Regions from separate parts of the Mus musculus genome. Here region 2 is linked to region 1. Evidence: chromatin contacts called from public HiChIP or PLAC-seq data. All regions are on one chromosome and are shown on one strand. The core of a region is the stretch at or near the end of the contact, and the rest is flanking DNA. Distances in the headings are between cores, read along the strand shown. Region 1 has its middle 17 kb from the start of Gm15498. Region 2 holds the start of Ppp1r35 (protein phosphatase 1, regulatory subunit 35).

Region 1 (5,785 bases), core at 2,329-4,828:
CAGAGTCTACAAGAGGGTGGCTTAGATCATTAGTAATTCCATATCCCCTGGAACTGGAATTACTAATGATCTAAGCCACCATGTAGGTGCTAGGAATTGAACATGGGTTCTCTGGAGAAGCAATCCTTTTTCTTTTTTTTTTTTTTTTTTTTTTAAAGATTTATTTATTTATTACATATAAGTACACTGTAGCTGTCTTCAGACACACCAGAAGAGGGCGTCAGATCTCGTTACAGATGGTTGTGAGCCACCATGTGGTTGCTGGGATTTGAACTCCGGACCTTTGGAAGAGCAGTCGGGTGCTCTTACCCACTGAGCCATCTCACCAGCCCGCAATCCTTTTTCTTTTCTCTTCTTTTCTTTTTTAAATAAGGGCTATTGAGATGGCTCAGTGGTTAAGAGCACATCCTTTTGCAGAGGACCCAGGTTCAATTTCCCAGCACCCACATGGCATCTATAATTCTACTCCAGGAGGATCTGACACGCTCACATGTGCATAGTCATACATACACACATGTACATATGCACATATGTACATGCCCATACATACCCACACATACATAATAAAAAATAAAGTTTTAAAAATATTTTATTTATTTATTTATTTATTTATTTATTTATTTGCTTGTATGTCGGGAGACTTGTGTGTGTCACTGGGCACACTGGTGTCATGGCACCTATGTTCCATGTTTTATTGTTATATGGTTTCATTATGACCCATTGTAGTGTGTGTGTGTGTGTGTGCGCGCGCGCACGTGTGTCCTCTTCATCCAGAAACATTGGCTATTCTAGGCCGCCCATCTTCTACAGTTATGTCTCTGATAATTTTTCACCTTATAGTTTTATCTTTATGAAGTTTTTGTTGTATTTAGTTTTGGGATCAGGTCACATGTAGCCCAGGATTGTTTTGAAACTGCTATACAGTCAGGAATAACCGTTAGTTCCTTTTCCTCCTGCCTCCTCCTCCTCCTCCCTCGTAGGAGAATTACAGAAGAGCATCTCTAAGCCCGGCTTGTTCTTCTGGGGATTGGACCCACAGAACCACATAGTCTAGACATGTGTTCTGCCCACTGAGCATGGCCCTAGAGCCCCACTTCCTGGTTTTCTTTTCGCTCTTTCTTTTGGATTGTTTTAAACAGTCTCCTGTAGTCTAGGCTAGCCTGGAATTCATTACATACTCAAACATGACTTTAAACTCCTGGTCCCCTTGTTCTCAATGCCTACATTTTTGGGTTACAGATGTGCAACATAAATGTTCTATTTATTCATTTGTTTATTTTATTTTTTGAGACATTCTCATTTTATAACTCAGGACAATTTGGGGCTCATTCTATAGCTGATGTAGGCTCAAACTTAGGTGCTCCAGTGTCTTGCTAGTGAATTAAAACTTAAAAAAAAAAAAAAAAAAAGAGGCCAGGTGTGGTGGCGCACGCCTTTAATCCCAGCATTCAGGAGGCAGAGGCAGACAGATTTCTGAGTTCGAGGCCAGCCTGGTTTACAGAGTGAGTTCCAGGACAGCCAAGGCTACACAGAGAAACCCTGTCTCGGAAAAAGAAAGAGAGAGAGAGAGAGAGAGAGAGAGAGAGAGAGAGAGAGAGAGAGAGAGAGAGAGAGAGAAAGGAAAGGAAAGGAAAGGGGAAAGGAAAAAGGAAAAAGGAAAAAGGAAAAAAGAAGAAAAGACCTATCTCAAAACTCAGCCCTGGCTGTCCTGGAATTCACTATGTAGCACAGGGTGGCCTTGAACTCACAGAGACCCATTTGCCACTGCCTCATGAGTGCTGGATTTAAAAATCGTACTCGACCACACCCAGCTCTGTTCTACTGTTTAAGAGACTTTCTTTTCATCTTTATTTCCTAGCCCTTGAGCCAGGGTCTCTCACAGAGCCTACAGCTCAGCTGGCTGCCAGAAGCCCCCCCCCCCCCCCCCCCCGCAGTTCTCCTGTCTGTCCCTCACGAGGAGGAAGTCGTAGGCTCACTCACCTGGTTTTGACATGGATCCTGGTGATGCAGAATCAGCTCATGCGTGTGCAGCAAGCATCCTTACCCACCGAGCCATTGCTTGGCCCCTTGACTCTTTCATCACTGCTAATCTTCCCGAAGTTCTTGATTCTGGCTTCAGGGAGCAAGAATCTATTCTTACCTAATCCAGCAAGCAACAATGTTACTGTTTCAAAAGAGTTTCGTCTGGTTTCGCTCCTGCTTCCTCCAACTCACATTTGTCTTTGTTGTTTTGGTTCCTGTCTGATTTGGGGGGAAACAAATCATCCAAAAGCTGATTTGACCTTCAGTTCTCTGTTTATCTATCAATACCCTTGCAGCAGGTACTTCTTCCAGAGAGGACACCATCAATCACAGATGGGGCGTGGAGGAAGATGATGTGGGAATCCTGGCTCCTAGAATTTAAAGTCAGTGGGTTGGTTCAAGGAGAGGACTACTGAAGGTCTCCCTCGCTATGGTAAATCCCCTTGGCCTTAGCTGCCTTATGTTCTCTGGGGTGGAGTCAGCTTCGTTTAACCTCTCCAGAAGACCGACCATCCTTGGGCATTGGTAGGAACTTAGTCACCTTGTTTCGCACCTCGTTCTCGGTAGGAGACTGTTTCTCATACCCTTCCATGTTGAGGACGGAACTCATGGATTTGTGCATGTTAGGCAAGGGGCTTCACCATTGAGCCATGCCCCCAACCCCTCACTAGGGGATTCTAGGCAGGGGCTCTACCACTAAGCCACGCCCCCCAGCCCCTCCCTGGGGGATTCTAGGCAGGGACTCTATCACTAAGCCACGCCCCCAGCCCCTCACTGGGGGATTCTAGGCAGGGGCTCTACCACTGAGCCACACCTCCAGCCCCTCACTGGGGGATTCTAGGCAGGGGCTCTACCACTGAGCCACGCCCCCAGCCCCTCACTGGGGGATTCTAGGCAGGGGCTCTACCACTGAGCCACGCCCCCAGCCCCTCACTGGGGGATTCTAGGCAGGGGCTCTACCACTGAGCCACGCCCCCAGCCCCTCACTGGGGGACTCTAGGCAAGTGTGTTACCAAGTACCTACATTTCCAAACCCCTCACCGGGAGATTCTAGGCCAAGGTTCAAGCCCAGAGCCACACCCCTAGGCCCTTGCTGATGGCTTCTGTTTTGCTGTGCTGCACCGCCCCTTTCCTCCCCCTTCCTCCCCCTTCCTCCCCCTTCCTCCCCTTCCTCCCCCTTCCTCCCCCTTCCTCCCCCTTCCTCCCACTTCCTCCCCCAACACCCCAAGTGCCCACTGCTTTGACTATAGAATCCCTCAGTGAGGGGCTGGAGGCGTGGATGTGACTAAGCAGTAGAGTCATTGCCTAGCATACAAAAGTTCCTAGCAACACAGAGAGAGAGGGAGAGAGAGGGGGGAGAGGGTACTTAAGCTAAGTACCTATTCTTTGTGTACCTTCAGCGCTGAGTGTACCGCTCTCATTGCTTCTCTTATCTTTGCTGCGCTACAAATTACCTTGAAGCTTAGTGTTTTAAAATGACAGCTCTCCTTTACTGTCTCATGGTTCTGTGGGCTGGCAACGCAGGGCATGACGGGATTGACTTGGCTCAGCTCCAAGGTGGCGTCTGGGGCCTCAGATGGAAGTCCTGAGGCTAGAGAGTTGAAGTCACCTGTGAGCTTGACTGATGCTGGCTGTTCCGCGATGACTCACTCGCTCACCTGGCAAGCAGGTTAGGACTGGATTGTTGGCAGCCTGCCTCTCTTCCTCCTGTGTGGCCCTCTCCCCAGGCTGTCTGAAAAGTTCCAATGATGTGGCAGCTGACTTTCCCCAGAATGGATGATCCAAGACAATGTAGTGGAAGTACCCATCTATCCCCATCCCTGTGTGTGTGTTTGTGTGTGTGTGTAAGCTGGAGTTCAATGATAGGCATCTTTCTTAACAGCTTTCCACCTTATTTATCTATTTTTATTTTAAAAGCTTGTTGGCACGTATGTAAGTGTGCCGTGTATGTGCAGTGCCCAGGGAGATCAGGAGAGAGCATCAGATCCCTGAAACTGGAGTTGTGTGCAGCCACAGGGCTCCAAACCCAGGTCTTCTGCAAGAGCAGCAAGTGCTCCTGACGACTGCTGAGCCATCTCTCCAGCCTCCCATCAGGTGCCACCACTGCCAGCTCATATTTATTTTATGTATGTATTCTTCAGTAACTTCATACATAAATATGATGGATTTCGATTGTATCCACCTGCCATGTCCCCCTCCAACTCTTTCTGGATCCCTCACTCTCCAGACCTCACAGCTGCTGCTGCTGCTGCTAAAAAATCGCCGAGTTCTCTGTTAAGGGTAGGTCCTACTGAACCCTTCGCCTTCCCCTTGGTTTTTGAGACAGCCTGTGCCAGACCCTCTTGCTTGCCGAGTGTGATGTTCACGGGGTCCACACTCACCCCTGAGACAATCGGCTTCACACCAGGGAGGAATTGTCTAGCTAAGGTTAGCCTCTGGGCACGTCCGTGGGGATTATCTCCATTCAGTTAATTGAGCTGAAAAAAGGCCTCCCATTGTGGGTATCACCCTTCCTTGGGCAGGCATCTTGGACTGTATAAAAGGAAGAAAGCGGGGAGAGGTTCCCAACCTTCCTAGTGCTGCGACCCTCATTGCTGTGGTGACCCCCCCCCACACACACACACAACCAAAGAATTATTTTGTTGAAACTTCATCACTGTAATTTTGCTAATGTTACAAATAGTAACGTAACTACCTAATATGTAGCATATCTCCTATGGGACCCGGAAGACCACTGGCTTAATGGCTAAAGGTGCTTATCGCCGAGTTGGAAGAACCTGTCTTTGATCCCACCTGCAGGTCTTTAATTCCATCACTTGGGAGGCAGAGATCTCTGTGACCTCGAGGCCAGCCTGGTCTACAGAGCGAGTTGCAGATCAGCCAGAGCTGCCCAGAGAAACCCTGTCTTGAGAAAAACAAAAATAAAAGAGCGAGTGGACCCCTGCAAGTGTCCTCTGACCTTCACTTGGGCACTCTCTGCATACAAAGTAAACTCACTAAACAACTGTAATTAAGCAATATTTTTTATTGGAGCCGTTGAGCTGAGCACAGTACTCCTTGCTGCCTTCCTCCTAACTGGGGCTGTATTGAGCCCAGCTGCCTTCCTCCTAACTGGGGCTGTATTGAGCCCAGCTGCCCCAAGCTTCTGCTGCCTTGGCTCCCAGCAGCAATGGATGTACCGCAAACTATAGCCCGCATTAACCCTGAGGTGCCCTTGTTAGAGTGCCCCGTCACAGCACCAAGAAAAGAAACCGAGACACTCAGACACTCAAACACTCGGCAGGCACAGCAAGAGTGAGAGGAACTCTCCAGTGCCTAGAACCACTTCCTTTATGACCTAACCTCTGAGAATGCACACTAACTGTCAGTTGCATTTACACACTGTTGAATTGAGCCCTAATTCTTTTTTTTCTTTTTTTAAGATTTTGTTTATTTTATTTATATGAGCATACTGTAGCTGATTTCAGACACACCAGAAGAGGACATCAGATCCCATTATAGATGGTTATAATCCACTATATGGTTGTTGGGAATTGAACTCAGGACCTCTGGAAGAGCAGTCTTAACCATTGAACCATTTCTCCAGCCCCCGAGTCTCTAATTCTAAGACAAATTTGAGAACTGGTAAATTAAACTCTACCTTATGGGCTGGGGAGATAGCTAGTGGGGTGCCTGCCTTGTATGCAAGAGACTTTGGGTTCCTTTCCTAGTGCCATATAAACGGGGTGTGGTCATTTATGATCCCAGCACTTGATAGGTGGAG
Region 2 (5,785 bases), core at 2,461-4,960, 72 kb before region 1:
CCGAATAACACCTCCAGAGGTAAGAAGGGCTCGTTTTTTTGGGCTGGGAGGGGATCGTCCTGGCTGCAAGGGTATAGGCCCTGTGGAGAACCCCAGGGTCCTACCCACCTGCCTCTGTCTTCCCTTCAGGCTTCCAGCGTCCTGTGTACTTGTTCCACAAGGCTCGATCCCCCAGCCACTAAGTGGCCTTCTGAGAAGTTGTAAAGAGGCTGCCCTTGCTGCTCCTGAGGACCTGGGGGGAAAGGAAATTATTCCAAGGTCTTTCCTAACTCCAAAAAGTTTCTCCTTTTCTTGGATCTGTCAAGAGAGCTTTTCCTAAGTTGCTACCCCACATCTCCTCCCTGTCACCTCTGGCACTTGAGCAAGCCCAGCTGTGCTGGAATTCCATCAGCTTCCTCTCCTAGCCCGCTGGGCTGGATGGCATGGACTGTTTGCTGACTCTGCCCACCTGGGACAGGGGAAGGGGGAATGTCGAGTTCTCCAGGCCCTTCCTCCTGTTCTCAGGGGACTTCCCGCTTCTCCTCAGCCTTTGTTCCTAGCTGCACTTAAATGGACCATGGATGGACTAAGGGTGTTAGAGGGGAAGTTTGGTAAGGAGACACACAGGTACTGTGAAAGTCCTTCTGCTGTCCCCCGGTGGGAGGGAGCTGGGTTTGGAAATGTGAGAACAGCACAATAAACTTGATAACTAGGGCAGTGGCCCCCGCACCTGTGTCCAGCACTTTCTAGCGGTAGTACCTCCGAGTAGGACTATGTTCTCCCTTTGCCCGTCCTAGTCCCTCTAGGGTGGTTTTTATTGGGTGTGGTGGGACATAGGCCTTTTTATGCCAGCACTTGGGATGCAGAGACAGGCAAGATCTCAAGGTGTGAGGCCGGCCTGGGTTGACTGCATAGTGATTCAGTGTCTCAAAGAGGTAAGCGTTGGGGAAGTCAATAGTTTAGTTTTGAAGACTGTTAGTGCCTGTCTTAGGGTTACTATTGCTGTGAAACACCATGACCAAAGAAAGTTGGGGAAGAGGTTTACTCAGCTTATGCTTCCACATCTCAGGGGAAGGCAAGGACCAGAAGGCTCATGTAAAAGACATCAAGGGGTGCTGACTCAATTACCCCTGTGGCTTACTCAGCCTTTCTTATAGACCCCAGGACCACCAGCACAGGGATGGCCCCACCCACAATGAGCCAGGCCTTCTCATCAACTACTAATTAAAATGTTCTGTAGGCTTGCCTACTGTCTCATAGAGCATTTTCTCAGTTGAGGCTCCCTCCTGGTGACTAGCTTGCATCAAGGTTGATAGAAACTAGACAGTACAGTACCCTTACACAATGCTTAAGATGGTAGTGGGTCCAAATTACCTTCCTCAAAAGAAAACTCCAGCCGGGCGTGGTGGCGCACGCCTTTAATCCCAGCACTCGGGAGGCAGAGGCAGGCGGATTTCGAGGCCAGCCTGGTCTACAGAGTGAGCTCCAGGACAGCCAGGGCTACACAGAGAAACCCTGTCTCGAAAAACCAAAAAAAAAAAGAAAACTCCAGATAAGTGTTTGTGTATGGAAGTTTGAGGCAGGCTAACTTTAGGGGTGGGTGGCAGTGGAGGTAAAATGGAACCAGAAAGTTAATAGCCCAGAGCCACAAACCTGCTACAGGACCCTTGGTGGAATGAGATGCTTGGATGTTTTACAAAATGAAGGTCTTGATTAGTTTGTCAAGAGCAGCTGGAACCTTGAACAAACACTGAGCACTCTCCTGTTAGTCCCCAACAAGAATGGAAGCCAGCAGTCTCCTTTGAAGCAATCATTAAGTGTTAAAACCCACATTTGGGGTAAGTACTTTTTACTCAGAAGTATTTGAATAGCCAGGTATAGTGGTACATGCCTTTAGTCCCAGCACTCAGAAAGCAGAGACAGGCAAGTCTCCTGAGTTTAAGATCAGCTCGGACTACATAATGAGTTCCAAGACAACCAGAGCTATGTAGAGAGACAAATAATAGTTTGTACAACTAGAGCAGTATGTGTGCAGTGTTGTTTTGACACAGTTACTTGGTAACTTAGGTTGGCCTGGAATTCCTGATTCTGTCTCTACCTCAAGTGTTCATCACACCCAGCCAAAGTGGAATTTAAAACACTTTGACTACTGTTTGACTACACACTTGCACACTCAACTCTGGGGATTGAACCTAGGGCTTTGTACATGCTTTCCCCAGGTACTACCACTCATCTGAACCTACCCTGCCTGAAACCGTATCAAAATAATTTGTGTAACTCAGACTGTCCTTGGACATAGAATCCTTCTGCCTCAGCCTCCCAAGTGCTGGGACATTCTTGGAGCCTCGGTGTCAGGCTAAGGCTCAAGTTCTAATAACTAAAGCTGGGGATTTAAATGGAGAGGAAGGTCTGACCCCACACTTGGGACAGTGCTTTCCACTTGCCATGGGGGTCGGGGCAGGAAAAGGGTAGAAGACCCTGAAGCAGTTTAATCCTATCTAAACTCCCAAGAACAGTTCGGTAATTTAGGGGGGGAAACATTTTATTCTATTATAAAAAAAAAAAAAACTAACAAAATTACAGACTAGCATTCCAGAGTTATGAGGGCTACGCTTCCCAGCGCCTCAGCATCCGATGCATGAGAAAGGTATCTTCTGAAGGGCGGGGCCGGGCTTGAAGCCTTAGTGGGGGCAGCCCATCCACTGTCAAGTGCGGAGATTCGGACCACAGAGAATCTGGGTTGCACAGCATGGTCATGTCTGGGCCCGGCCCGAGCACCTCCTATGGGAAGGTGAAGCAGGTTACACTCGAGGTGGAGGAAGAGAGCCCAGGGGGTAGAGGGATGTCCAGGTCCCTGCATCCCTTCCTTCACCTTCAGGGGCGGGGCTCGGGGCTGCGGTGGCAGCATCGCCAGCTTCTCCCTCAGCGCCGCGTTCAGTACCTGCTCCTCGGGCACCTGCAGACTCACCAGGTCTCGGTAGAGTCGCTTAGAGCGCGGCACGTTCAACCCTGCGAGCGCAGGGAAGGCGGGACTGAGGATCGCCCTTCACCCAGACCACCGCGCCCGGCCGGCCGCCTGCCCCCCTCACCCTCCGCCACGGTCTCCTCCAGGGCACAGCGGGTCCGGAACGACTTTCTCAGCTGCTCCTCTACCGCCTTGGAGGCATCAAACTGGCCGCTGGCGACAGCGGCGCGCGCGTTCTGCAGCTCCAGACTCAAAGCCAGGCTGCTCTGCAGGGCCGGTGCCTCCAGCTCATGATCGTCGCCCGGTGCACCGGCCACCAGCAGCGGCTCGGACCGCACCGGGGAGGGCGGCGCCAGTTGAAAACGAACCTGGGAGTGGAGGGCGGAACCGTGAGCTGCAGATCCCGGGGCGCTCGGCGGGCGGGGGGCCGGGCCTTCACGCCGCTCACCTGCCGCCCCCTCCGGCTACCGCCCCGCCGCCCCTTCCGCTGACCCGGGCTGCTCTTCCGCGCCTTCGGACTTTCGGGCAGCGGGCTCGGGCTAAGGCTCAAGTCCAAGCCCGGCTCGGGCTCTGGGGCTCGGGGTTCCGGGGCTCGCGGCTCCGGGGGTGGCCCCGGGACCTCCAGGGCCTCTTCGCCTTCAATGGACTCTAACGCAGACGCCCCGAAGCCCATCATCTTGTTCTAAAGGCTCGGGGTTTCAGGACGCGGGGTCTCCTCTTTTCTCCCACCCTCCGGGGCTACCACTACCGGAAACCGTTAGCCCTTACCCACCGGAGTAAGACACGCCCGCCGCGCCACTCCATTGGCGCTCCTGGACGTCATTCCCACCGCTCCGCCCTCCAGCTTCCGGACGCACTTCCGCCCTCACACGCTAACTTCGCCTTTAAGGCGGGGCGTTAGAGCGACGGTGCCCTAGGTACTCTACGGATTCCTATCTAGACTACTTTTCCTTAGGGAACGGGGGTGTGGCGTCTTTGCCTGTCAGACTCTAATGCTCATTTGTTCTGGGATTAAAGCGTTAGTCCTCTTTCACTGTAACAATATCCTCGCTGCTCTCGCATCTAGAGGTCCCGAGTGGCGCCCCCACCCCCCTTCCTGAAGGTTTTGGTCATTTTTGAACGCCGATCAAATCTTCCCTGTACGTGGAAGCAGATTCGTTGCAAAATCCCTGGATTCTGATATTTGCATAAGGAAGTACTAAGGGAATTGACGGAATATTGCCTTAATTTTAAATCCATATCCTGGGGGTTGGTTCAGAGGGTAAAGGCGATTGCCATCAAGACTGACAATTCCAGGGTCACACGTGGTGGAAGGAGAGAACTGACTCCTTTCTGTTGTCCTCTGATGCACACTTAGACTAAGGAAAATCCACATCCTAGTCTCTCAGTCCACCAAACCACACCACCACATACACACAACACACAGAGACATTTTTAAAAAGCAATGACGGCTTAGGAGTTAGAAGCAGCTGGGCCGTGGTGGCACACGCCTTTAATCCCAGCACTTGGGAGGCAGAGGCAGGCGGATTTCTGAGTTCGAAGCCAGCCTGGTCTACGGAGTGAGTTCCAGGACAGTCAGGGCTACACAGAGAAACCCTGTCTTGAAAAGCAAAAACAAAGGAAAGGAACGAATAAGAAAGAATCTGAGTTTGGATCCCCTGCGTCTGCATCTGTGTAAAACCCAATAACCCCCGGGGCTCAATGGCCAGCCAACCTAGCCAAAACATGGAGCTCCAGGCTCACATCGAGTCCCTGCCTTAACAAATAAGGTGGGCAGTGATAGAGGAAGACACCTTGATGTTCATTTCTGGCCTCTACACACACACACATAAATGGGGAGACTGCACCTACACACACAGATGTGCAGCATTCATTTAGCACATACGCATTAAAAGAAAGCCGGCAGCTAATGCTGATGGTTGTGAAGGCAGGTGACCAGTACTCGGAGTCTGCATTTGGATAAGCCTGTAACTCCTGTGACTAAGAGGGTTTCTCCTTATAATGCAAAACACAGCTGGAACCTTAAAGGTAATAAGATCATTTCTGGTGAAACCAAAAGGAGAGCGACTATAGTCCAGAAACAAATTCAGATCTCCCCAAATACCACACCCAAATATGGTAATGGGGTCATAAAGTTCTTACATGAACAAGGAACACAGACAATCATAAATCAAGGTTATCTCTCAAACACCCAGCTGGGAACATCAGGTCGGAGCAGAGAGGCCACGTCTGCTACAGACCTCGGAGGAGTCAGCCTTTGGGCTGGGGAAGCTGTTTGTACTTTTCAAAAAGACTTACCTGGTAGTTTCAAGGATGTTAGGTCAAATACAAGACCTGGGCAATGAATGGTGTGTGTGTGTGTATGTGTGTGTGTGTGTGTGTGTGTGTGTGTGTGTGTGTGTGGATGTGCGTAATGAATTTCACTTTCCACTTTTTTTTGGGGGGGGAGGGGGTCCAGACAGGGTTTTTCTGTGTAGCCCTGGCTGTCCTGGAACTCATTTTGTAGACCAGGCTGGCCTTGAATTTACAAATCTGCCTGCCTCTGCCTCCCAAGTTCTGGAATTAAAGGTGTGTGCCATCACTGCCTGACCCACTTTAAAAAAAAAAAAAGTGTGGGCTGGAGAAATGGCTCAGCGATTAAGAGCACTGACTGCTCTTCCAGAGGTCCTGAGTTCAATTTCCAGCAACCACATGGTGGCTCACAACCATCTGTAATGGGAACCTGAATTTGTTCCCTGGGAACCACACAGTGGAAGAAAACCAGCTCCAGCAAGCTGTCCTCCGACTGACACACAGGTTATAGCATGAGCTAGTCCACACCCACATCTAAAAATAAAGGTT

What was found. HiChIP or PLAC-seq counts read pairs in DNA pulled down with a chosen protein or histone mark.
Region 2: an H3K4me3 HiChIP or PLAC-seq map of bone marrow-derived macrophages shows a contact between it and region 1, with 2.3 times the contacts expected there. The contact joins the promoter of Ppp1r35 here to the enhancer-like site in region 1. A contact is called at or near these places in 3 of 39 promoter capture datasets (the HPC-7 cell line, neutrophils and pre-B cells), 6 of 484 Hi-C or Micro-C datasets (bone marrow-derived macrophages, embryonic stem cells, morula and 1 more), 9 of 115 datasets of contacts at active chromatin or transcription factors (the SCID.adh cell line, bone marrow-derived macrophages, double positive thymocytes and 5 more) and 3 of 9 other capture datasets (adipose tissue, liver and pancreatic islet).

What each region holds. Positions count from the first base shown.
Region 1 is chr5:137,704,889-137,710,673 of GRCm38.p6, reverse strand. No RefSeq gene overlaps it. Among named protein-coding and RNA genes, the nearest start is that of Gm15498, 17 kb to the right of the region's middle. Within about 2 kb of position 3,578, at least 148 of the 459 cell types and tissues checked have an H3K27ac peak or open chromatin away from gene starts, as enhancers often do. A contact at or near this core is called in the HPC-7 cell line, the SCID.adh cell line, bone marrow-derived macrophages and 9 more, where this site is marked.
Region 2 is chr5:137,776,829-137,782,613 of GRCm38.p6, reverse strand. Ppp1r35 (protein phosphatase 1, regulatory subunit 35) reads right to left here and starts at 3,710. Exons shown (of 4, transcript NM_027242.5): 1 at 3,393-3,710; 2 at 3,069-3,312; 3 at 2,852-2,988; 4 at 2,507-2,760. The coding sequence starts at 3,620. The coding sequence ends at 2,587. It overlaps Mepce (methylphosphate capping enzyme), which reads left to right. Exons shown (of 4, transcript NM_144913.3): 3 at 1-19; 4 at 130-708. The coding sequence ends at 182.